2 separate regions of the Sus scrofa genome follow, and region 1 is linked to region 2. A link is a contact called in public HiChIP or PLAC-seq data. All regions are on one chromosome and are shown on one strand. The core of a region is the stretch at or near the end of the contact, and the rest is flanking DNA. Distances in the headings are between cores, read along the strand shown. Region 1 has its middle 160 kb from the start of RUNX1. Region 2 overlaps RUNX1 (runt related transcription factor 1).

Region 1 (4,424 bases), core at 494-2,993, 380 kb after region 2:
CCTTGTGCTGCAGGCACAGGCATAAAAAGAAGATGCATTTTGAGTATTTGAACCGTTTATAAATGGTTCTCTGATGGATGAATTGATCTGTGAGTTTAGCATCTTTCGTATTGCATTAAACTTGTGAGGTTTCTCTGTTTTCCCAGTTCTGTTCCTGTTCCACTGCACAGTGTAGAGGACACAGGCTCACAAGTGTGTGCATGCTCGTGGACCCATGTGTACCTGTGCACGCTCACACACAAACCACACACTTAATCACATCACATACCACATGCAATGCAACATGCACTATGCACCACACACACCACACCATGCACACATACCATACACACACACACCACATGCAACACAACATATATCACACATACCACCCCCCACACACCACATACAACATACACTATATACTACACATACCCCCGCCACATACACACCATACATCTACAAGCAAATGTTCCACAATGCTTTCATGCCACCATCTGAGAATTCTAACGAATGTATCAAATGAAATATTTTAAATTATTTCACACATGCTACCAGGTCACAAGAATACGAATTCATAAAAAATAAGACATTGAAACTGAATTAGCAACAGAGAACAGGCTTATTCCGTCTCTTAGCAGAGAGGAAAGCAACATGAATGCTGGGCAGGACACGGGTGCTGTGCACAGGGAATTTTGGGGGTCCCTCTAGACGGTAGTTACAACCTTCCAGGAAGTTAGACGGGCTGAGTAGGTTCCCAGAGCATTGCTGTAAAGTCCTTTTGTTTATTTGAACTGTCTCACCTCCCTAGCCCTATGGCCCCCTGGCCATGTTCCCTGTTTCTTGTGAGAACTCTGGCCTAAGTTCCTTTATTTCAGAACTAACCAGAACTACTTGCTGCAGTGGCTACATCAGTGGGCCTCAGGGTAGGGGGACGGTGCCTGAGATTCCTGCAGAGATCTATGGGAAGTGACATTGCGGTGACCTGCAGTGACAGCAAGCCTGTGACTCGGCCTTGGCAGGTGGGGATGGGCCATTCTCACTCATGGAGCTTGTTGGGTGGCCCCTTGCTGAGTCCTTATCATCAGGGGGAATGTGTCCCACTGCTGGGACACAGGAGACATGAGAAGATGGGCACATTGGTATTTGTAGGATGGGTTAACCTTCTGGATGGGAAAGCAATCTGAGAGCTGCTTACTTACATGCAAAACTATATCTCCCTTTCTGCTTTGTTCCCTAAATCGCTCAGAATTTGATCAGTGGGTAAACATGCACAGGAATCCAGGAGCAAGGTAGCCAGTGAGAAACGTGTTCACTTTGACTCTTGAGGTGTCCAGGAGAGCCCTCCCTACGAGCTTCTGGAAAGATGGTGAGGGTGGCAAGGTAGATCCCCCCAGTCATAGTCAAGGGAGGATCTGATGATCTAATAAACAGCCCTCCCTTTCTCTCCTGAACCTGAACCAGAGACCCTGTGATCCTCCTTCAAGACTTTTCTTAGCATTTATTTGCATGAGTGAGTGAGGTGGGTGGGAAAGGGAGAAATGAAAAGTAGAATCTGCCTTGGGCCAACCCTCCCTCTCCTCAACCCCCCTCCCCGGACAAACCTTGATCTTGGGATCATAGACCCTTAAGGTTGGAGGAGATGGCACAGAGGAAATTGCTGAGGAGTGGGAAGAAGAATGGGACATGGGACGGGATGGACAGGGACACATGGAAGGGCCTCCCCAGAAATCTGGCTCCTGCTTCAACAGCTCTTTCAGATGTGCTGTATTCCACTGAGATCAAATGCTCAGGAGCTGGGCAGTTTTCCAAGCTGTCCTTAATTGTACTCTTGACAGCATAGCTTTATTATTGGTTTCTAAGTTTTATGAATGCCAAGAAAATCAGACACCATAAAATGAAGGCTAGATTTTAAAACCAAGTAATAACCGTACCTTTCATGTCTCTGTGTTTCCCAGTAGACAGCACATTTTTTTATACCCATGATAGTATTTCTCCTCATTACCATGGTATGAGGTAGGCAAAGACTTTGCATATGAAAAAACTGAACCTTGGAAAGGTTAGGTCATTTTCCCCAGGTCATACAGCTGGTCAGTGGAGGGATCAAGACTAGGAATCAGGACTTCCTTTTAAGTCAGTAGTTTAGTTCTAGCAGGTCTCTGATCCCTCTGCTATTGATGAAAATTTGACCCTGGCTCTGCTACAAAGGATACAGATAATTCACTCACTGACAAATTTCCCCCAGTGTTCTCTCCCTTTCTCCATAAAGTTGGTCATTATTAGGATAATTAGACCTCCCTGAAAGCTGAAAATATGAGATATTTTGGATGGTAACATCGAGAAAAATTGTCTTCAATTTTTTCTGAACTGTGAGAAAATGCTGTGAAAAGAAATTGATTTTGTCATGGTCTGTTGGGAAGATAATGCAATTCTCTACTTTTTCTGGGGTCATTTCATCAGTTAGAGAATCCATCAATTGTCAAGTTCTGGAGAGGTAGGTGTATTGTCCAAATCTGGCTAGAGAAAGACTCTCCTCAGAAGTTGGCATGAAACCGTGAACCAGGATGCATAAATCCTGCCCTTTCTTGCCAATGCAAAGCAGGCTGGGTCCTTTCTGAAGCTAAATGCTTCCAATAATTGGGTGACAATTTATAAGAGAAATTCTGGCACTGAAGATCAGGTGTGACCTTCATGAAAGAAATATCTAATTTACAAACCTGAGAACTCCTGTTCCCATTTCTTTATTACTCTCCATGTACATGAGGGTTTGCCTGATGAGAGCAGCTCATGGTCATCCAGGAGCTCAATAAACGTAGGCACATCTGAGGCTGTGGCTATAGAAGTTTGTAGGCTGAAAACTATTTGATGGTGGCCAGAAAGCAAAAAGTCTTTCAGTGGGTTCCATCTGCATGACACTTCCAAAGAAACTTAAGAAATATTTAATTGTGGTACCCCATATCATGCAGGGGGGAAAATGTCCTCTCAAACACTGTTGTTTGGTGTGAACAACTCCATGACTTGAAAAGCAAAATTTAGCCATTTCTCTAAAAAAAAAAAAAATGCCTATCTTTTGGAGTTTGTCATAAATTCCTCCTCTAGGATTTTTTCATAAGTAGAAACTGCTGGATGAGAACAGAGAGGTCCAGCCAATAATGCTTATCTTGGCATTGTTAGTCAAAGCAAGCAACGAGCAGCAACCTGCCCGTCAGTCCCTGGGCAATGGGTTGGCTGAAAGGTGGCCTAGTTACGCCGTAGAATGTGGAGGAACAGATATGCCTCTCTTCAGTCTACAGAGGAAAAGACAGTCTCTCTGTTCTATCGTGATGTTATCTCCACTACACACAAAGCAGAAAAAGTGAATTACTGGATGTTTTGTATGTTGAGATTCTATTTTTTGGAAAAGATAAAAATAAAAGGGCCTAAGTACATAACATATGATCAAACGATTGTATGTACGTAAATAACGGACTGGAGAGGGATGTACCAGGTTTGAATGGCTTTCACCTCTTGGAAGAGAGGATGAGGAGACGCTTTCTTTTTCTCTTCATTGTTCCCTCCCCCTTCTTTCCTTCCTTCCTTTGTATACACAGTCCAGTATTTGTAAGGTTCTTTCACTGAGCAAGTACTGTTTTCAGAACTTAAAATGTGAAAAACAATTTAAGGAAGAAATAGCCAACACGTCTGGGGAATAGGTGTATACCAGGCATGATGCTAAATACTGTGGGCCACTCCCCATGGCTCTGTGGGGGAGGCAAGGGTATTATCTCATCTGACAAATAAGAACAGTGAGAATCAGAAAGACAAACTCACTTGCACAAGGTGACGTAGTTGGTGAGGGCAGAACAGAGGCCTGACTTTGGGCTCTAGGCAAGGAGAGGCATGCTCCTTCCCCCCTTACTATGACTCCCCCAAGAAGAGGGTGGTCTGTGTCTGAAGGTCTATGTGGAGCCGTGAAGGACCAGAATGGGGGACCAGCAGCTCCGAGTTTTCCCAGAGAGAGGAGGGCTGGGAGCCCTCTCAAAGTGACATGACATCCCCTGTGCCAGTGTGTTTGTCCCCATTTGCTGACTCTCTGCCCCGACTGAAGCTCAGTGATGGAGGACCTAAGGGACACTGCCCCTGGCCTTCTCTGTGCTTCCTCTGAGGGGGAAAGAATCATCTTTAAGTAGAGACATAATAGCTTCCCCACCCCAGCTCCTGAAGAAAGCCGAGAGCAGCTTGATCTCAGAAGTGCTGTTTTCCTGGGCGAACTGGGTCAAAGGTGTGGATGGGAGAGATGCTGCCCAAGGGGCGCTGGCATCCCTTCTTCTGGGAACAGGGTTTTGGCTTTTCTGCAAGTGGCCACGGGGATCTGGTTACAGTCGGGCTGAGCTGGAGTAAAGGCCAGGCCTGAGGTCAAGCAAGGCCTGGGAAGTGTCCGGGAACGAATTCACCCTCAGCCAAGT
Region 2 (4,666 bases), core at 1,601-4,100:
GGCTGAGCCAGCTCCTGGAGAATTTTATTCTATTTAGAAGAAAAGGACCATTTCCCCTCAAGCCCACCTCTCTCACTTAACGTGCCATTTGATTTCATTTCTCAGACCCCCTTAACATATGGAATTTTGAAAAAGATCAATATGCATATTTTGAGTAAGTACATGTGATTAAGTTCCAGGTGCCCAATGACTTCAAGGAAGCTCTTCTTAAAGACACCTGAGGCTAGACCAGAGATGGGAGGAGCCCCTCAAAGTCAAGCTTTAGGTTTCTCTTGTCCTCCAAAGGGCGACACTACAGACAGGACCCTTCATGGTTGTTTGCATGGTATCTTACGGGAGAATTTCTCCAGGAATGCTTCAGGCAAATATAAAAACCTCCCTCCCCCAGAGACATGACTGCGAGAGTGAAAGACCATAGGGCTCTGAGGGAAAGAGTGGTTGTGCCTGGCAGGAGCCCCCTGTGTGCCAACCCCAAAAGATAACTACAGGGTCTGGAAACCCTAAAGGGCTTAGGATGCAGGATGCTGGCATGTCCCACAATGCAACTCGAACAGAGGAAACGCCCGGGGGAGCTCATTTCTGCTGTCCTAGAAGGGCCAGGACCACTTCCCCTGCTGGCCACTTGCCCTTTCCCCCAGATGTGCTGCTTATCTCTTCCTTTGAGTTAAACAAGCCTGCTATGCTGAGAAAGGAATCTTACTGTGATCCTATCATACCCAGCTGTGTCCTGCACGGACCCGAGAAAATGACTGCATTTCGGAAATTTGAAATGGTATCACAGAGCAAATAATCATTGACGTCAGCAGTTTCTACAGTGTAAATGAACCCTGCGTATTATCTAATTTGGCACAGTGGGTTTTATGCCATTATTGTATTTTACAGTGTTTTTGCAACTGCCAGCTAACCCCATCGTGGGTGGGGGTGGTGGATAGCCTGCATTCTTTATTGATTGCAAATTTATTTATTGCAATGAATACGCTCCATGTGATGGTATCCAGAAACTCCTATTTTCTTCATATTCTCAAAAAAAAAAAAAAAAAAACTGTATTAAATACAACCCCCACGAACATTCTGTAGACGGTAAGAACTTAAAAACTCCTGGCCTTCACCTTGCTTAATGTGTGTATACGTGTTTTCCAGCCAAGCAGGTGAGAAATTAGCATAGCCAAAGCTAACTCTTAAAAAATTAAAGATCTTATCGGCAGAGTGATACAGATCTGTCCGTATCCTCTCGGTATCCTATGCAGCAGTGCCTCTAAATCAGGGGATCTTCTTACAATGCAGATCTGACTCAGTAGGTCTGGGGCAGCCGAGACTCTGCTGCTAACCAGCTCCCAGGCTGCTGGTTGAGGGACCACCCTTCCTGAGTATGAAGGAGAAGCCAGGATTGGACTAGGAGGGTTCTGCCCCAGGGCTGGGGGTGGCGGGGGTGGGGTGGGGGGAGTGAGGCAGGAAGCGGGCTCCGTCCGGGTACTTACCCTGCATCTGACTCTGAGGCTGAGGGTTAAAGGCAGTGGAGTGGTTCAAGGAGGCCCGAGGGTTGGGTGTGGGGGCTGGGTGGTGTGGGCTGACCCTCATGGCCGTGCGCCGCAGCTGCTCCAGTTCACTGAGCCGCTCGGAAAAGGACAAGCTCCCGGGCTTGGGCTGATCATCTAGTTTCTGACGATGTCCTATTGCGGGGAGGAGGTGGGGAAGGGAGAGGGAGGCAGGGAAGGAGGGAGGGAAGAGATCAGAAAATGTATTGTGGATTTGCTAAAATTCGGGCTTTTCTCCTCTTTCCCCTCCCTCTCCCCTCACCCCCAACGTGGATCCGCTGGAGAGTTTTGCACAGGTAGCTGTTCCCGTTGGGAATTCGGGGCCATTTTTCCCCACAGCAGACTGGGGCCCGTTTTGTCGCACTGGCCACTGGGTGTTCCGCCGGTCTGGGCCTGGCACCCACCCCGACTCCCTGCATCCATCTCCACTGTGTGGAACGCAGTGGGCATACAGGGCTTGGTGGCGGTGGTGATGGTGGGAGGGAGAGAAGGGGCATTAATTGGCTTATGGCATCTCTGTGGGCTGAGCTGAGGCGGGCAGGAAAGGAGCCCTCTTGGTGGCATGGGAACAGCTGCCCCAACTCCACACCCAACCACCGGCAGGTTTCAGAGGCAGCAAAGTGGGCCCTGGAGCTTAGAGGCGTGCCCCTTACAACAGGAAATGAGGTGTAGCTGCAAACCCACAGCCCGGGGAGGTCAGATTTCCTGTTAAGTGCCCAGGATGGGCAGCCCCTTGCCACCCACCCCCTCCTCTGCTTGCAAGCTTTGCGCCAGCATCCTTTCTTTTCTGAAGCCCACTTCTCCAAGTGCACCCCAAGTGTGGTGTAGCCCTGGACTCATTCAGTCCAAGTTTCCCAGCAGGCAGAGCTCACTGGAGCCCCAAGGGAGCCACCAGCACACTGGACAAGCCTGGGGCCTCAGGAATCCAAGGTGCGGGTGGGCCCCTTGGCATCTGTATCGACAGTAAATTTCCTTGCTCTGGTCAAAATCACCATCACCAGGATGCAGAGAGCAGAAGTCATTCCTTGGAGAAGGGTTGGGGCTCCCGCTTCCTCCCTTAATCCTTCACCAAAATGTCTTTAAACCAGAGACTCAGGCCTGCCCAGTGGAGCTGAGGCTCCTTGTACTAATGGAGCCATAATGGGGCTCAGCCAATTCAATCCTCTTTCAAAGAGGCTGCCCTTCTGCTCCTGCCTCACTCCCATGGTTCAAAGAAAGAGTCATTGACCGGTTTCACAAAACCACCCGATTGTCAAGTGGCCTCCAAACAAGATTGGAGGAGCAGCCTCCTGGCCCCAGACCTCAGTGAGAAAGAGGATTCCTTGACTCCACGCCCCCCAGCCGGGGGTGGGGTGGGGGTGGGAGAGGGACTTTTGAGCCCAGCTCCCAATGGCTACAATTATAAAATTAAATTTTATAACTTGTATTATGGTTCCAAATCTCCGTGGCTTGCCATTTCTTCCTGCTGCCAGCCCCCTTGGCACAGCTGACACTGTCTCAAATTCCAGACCAGAAAAAGGACCCACTATATTGCAGTGATTTTTATCACGAACAAGACCTGTTTGGCTCCGAAAGGAGGAAAAATACTTAAGCATAATATTTGTGTGGTTCAAATGCAACGCTCCCTCTTTTCATGTGTCACCAAGGCAAAACTGGACTCTGATTCAGCCCCACAGCCCGCAACACTCGGTCTGAACACAAGCAGCTGAGTCACGAGGGCCCAGCACACATGCGAGAGGCCTCTTACCGGCGGAGTATTTTAAGCACCGGTCTTGTGGGCGAAAGGCCATGGGGCCAGGTCCCGGAACAACCCCTGTCATCCCTTTCCTTCAGAAGTACGAAAACATCTTTTTCTAGAACGTTCTATTTCAATCATCGAGTCACTCGTTGTCTCCGGATGGAGCTTTCTTTGACTCCTCCCTTTCAACTTCCTGAAGTTTTCTTGCAGAACAGCAAACGATTTCAACTCAAAAGCCACCCAAAGCATAATAATCTTTTAAATGGCTACCACGACCTAATGCCTGGTATGGGGAGTCAAGGAGAGAAGGCGGCAGGAAAAATGATTCTGGAAAGTTCTACCACTTCAGAAAGAATGCCAGTTGGCAAAGTTATGGTGCAGAGGCTGCTGGCAGGTCTTGTACCCATTTCTAAATTTCACATTCCTTGGGCACCCAGTGGCATTTTTGAAGAACACCATGTCAAGGACAGTGGGTGATCATCGTGGGGAATGATATGTACCAGATCATTCTGAACACATGTCATTCGGTGTTTTGGAGTCTCCAGCCAACCTTTGAAGAGAGGCCTTCAGTTGTGTCTGCCTCAGCCACCAAGCTTGGGGACCATGTGCCACCAAGAAACCAAGAGGAATAAGTGATTTTACAGGTAAGCCACTACTGTGGCCAGGCACAACGAAGGGAAAAAAAAAAAAATGTTTTTTTTTAAACCCCTCTCGTTGCCCTGCACTTAAAAAAAAAAGTTTCAACATGTGAGCAATTTCTGCACCAGCTGACACCTGCCAAAATCGTAGTCATTTATAGAGATTAACTGATGACTGTCTGCTTGAGCAGGAATGTTTGGGCATAGCTCTCAGAGAAAACAATTCTTCACTCTAAGCTTTTTCCTAAGCCCTCAGAGTCGCGGGGCTGAGTTGAATGCCAGAGGAGGGGGTGAGAGTTCATTCCGCACCCTCCCCACGTGTGATCCCACCAGCAAGTAAGGCCATTATTACCCCTGCAGGGAACCCAGAGCCCCGGCATCACAGCTAGTGCCAAAGAGTTCTAACACCAGGACACCGGGGAAATAAAAAGCATTATCGTATTGAAGGTGTGGTTCGGATGCATTTATAAGCTGGATCACAGGAAGACTTAATTCTTCTTTTCTGAAACCATCAGATTTCATGTGCCAAAGAGCAATATTTTGTGTGAAATATAGAGGCTTCCGATATAAACTTTCAAGCTAAGGAAAAATGAACGCTTTATGTCTCCAGTTTCCTGTATCTGTGTGCAATTAAAATGTCAATTTGCCTCCTGAATTTTAAATACAGGAGCATGGAAAATGTCCACTATCAAATTCACTTTTCTTCTTTCTTGCCGAATACTGAACTTTAGAGGGCAACAGGGAATTCAACCTTG

What was found. HiChIP or PLAC-seq counts read pairs in DNA pulled down with a chosen protein or histone mark.
Region 1: a contact with region 2 is called in an H3K27ac HiChIP or PLAC-seq map of skeletal muscle. The contact joins two enhancer-like sites. A contact is called at or near these places in 2 of 2 datasets of contacts at active chromatin or transcription factors (alveolar macrophages and skeletal muscle).

The regions. Positions count from the first base shown.
Region 1 is chr13:198,794,353-198,798,776 of Sscrofa11.1, forward strand. No RefSeq gene overlaps it. Among named protein-coding and RNA genes, the nearest start is that of RUNX1, 160 kb to the left of the region's middle. Within about 2 kb of position 1,744, at least 1 of the 83 cell types and tissues checked has an H3K27ac peak or open chromatin away from gene starts, as enhancers often do. A contact at or near this core is called in skeletal muscle, where this site is marked.
Region 2 is chr13:198,414,416-198,419,081 of Sscrofa11.1, forward strand. It overlaps RUNX1 (runt related transcription factor 1), which reads right to left. Exons shown (of 8, transcript NM_001246252.1): 6 at 1,479-1,670. Among named protein-coding and RNA genes, the nearest start is that of CLIC6, 170 kb to the left of the region's middle. Within about 2 kb of position 2,851, at least 14 of the 83 cell types and tissues checked have an H3K27ac peak or open chromatin away from gene starts, as enhancers often do. A contact at or near this core is called in skeletal muscle, where this site is marked.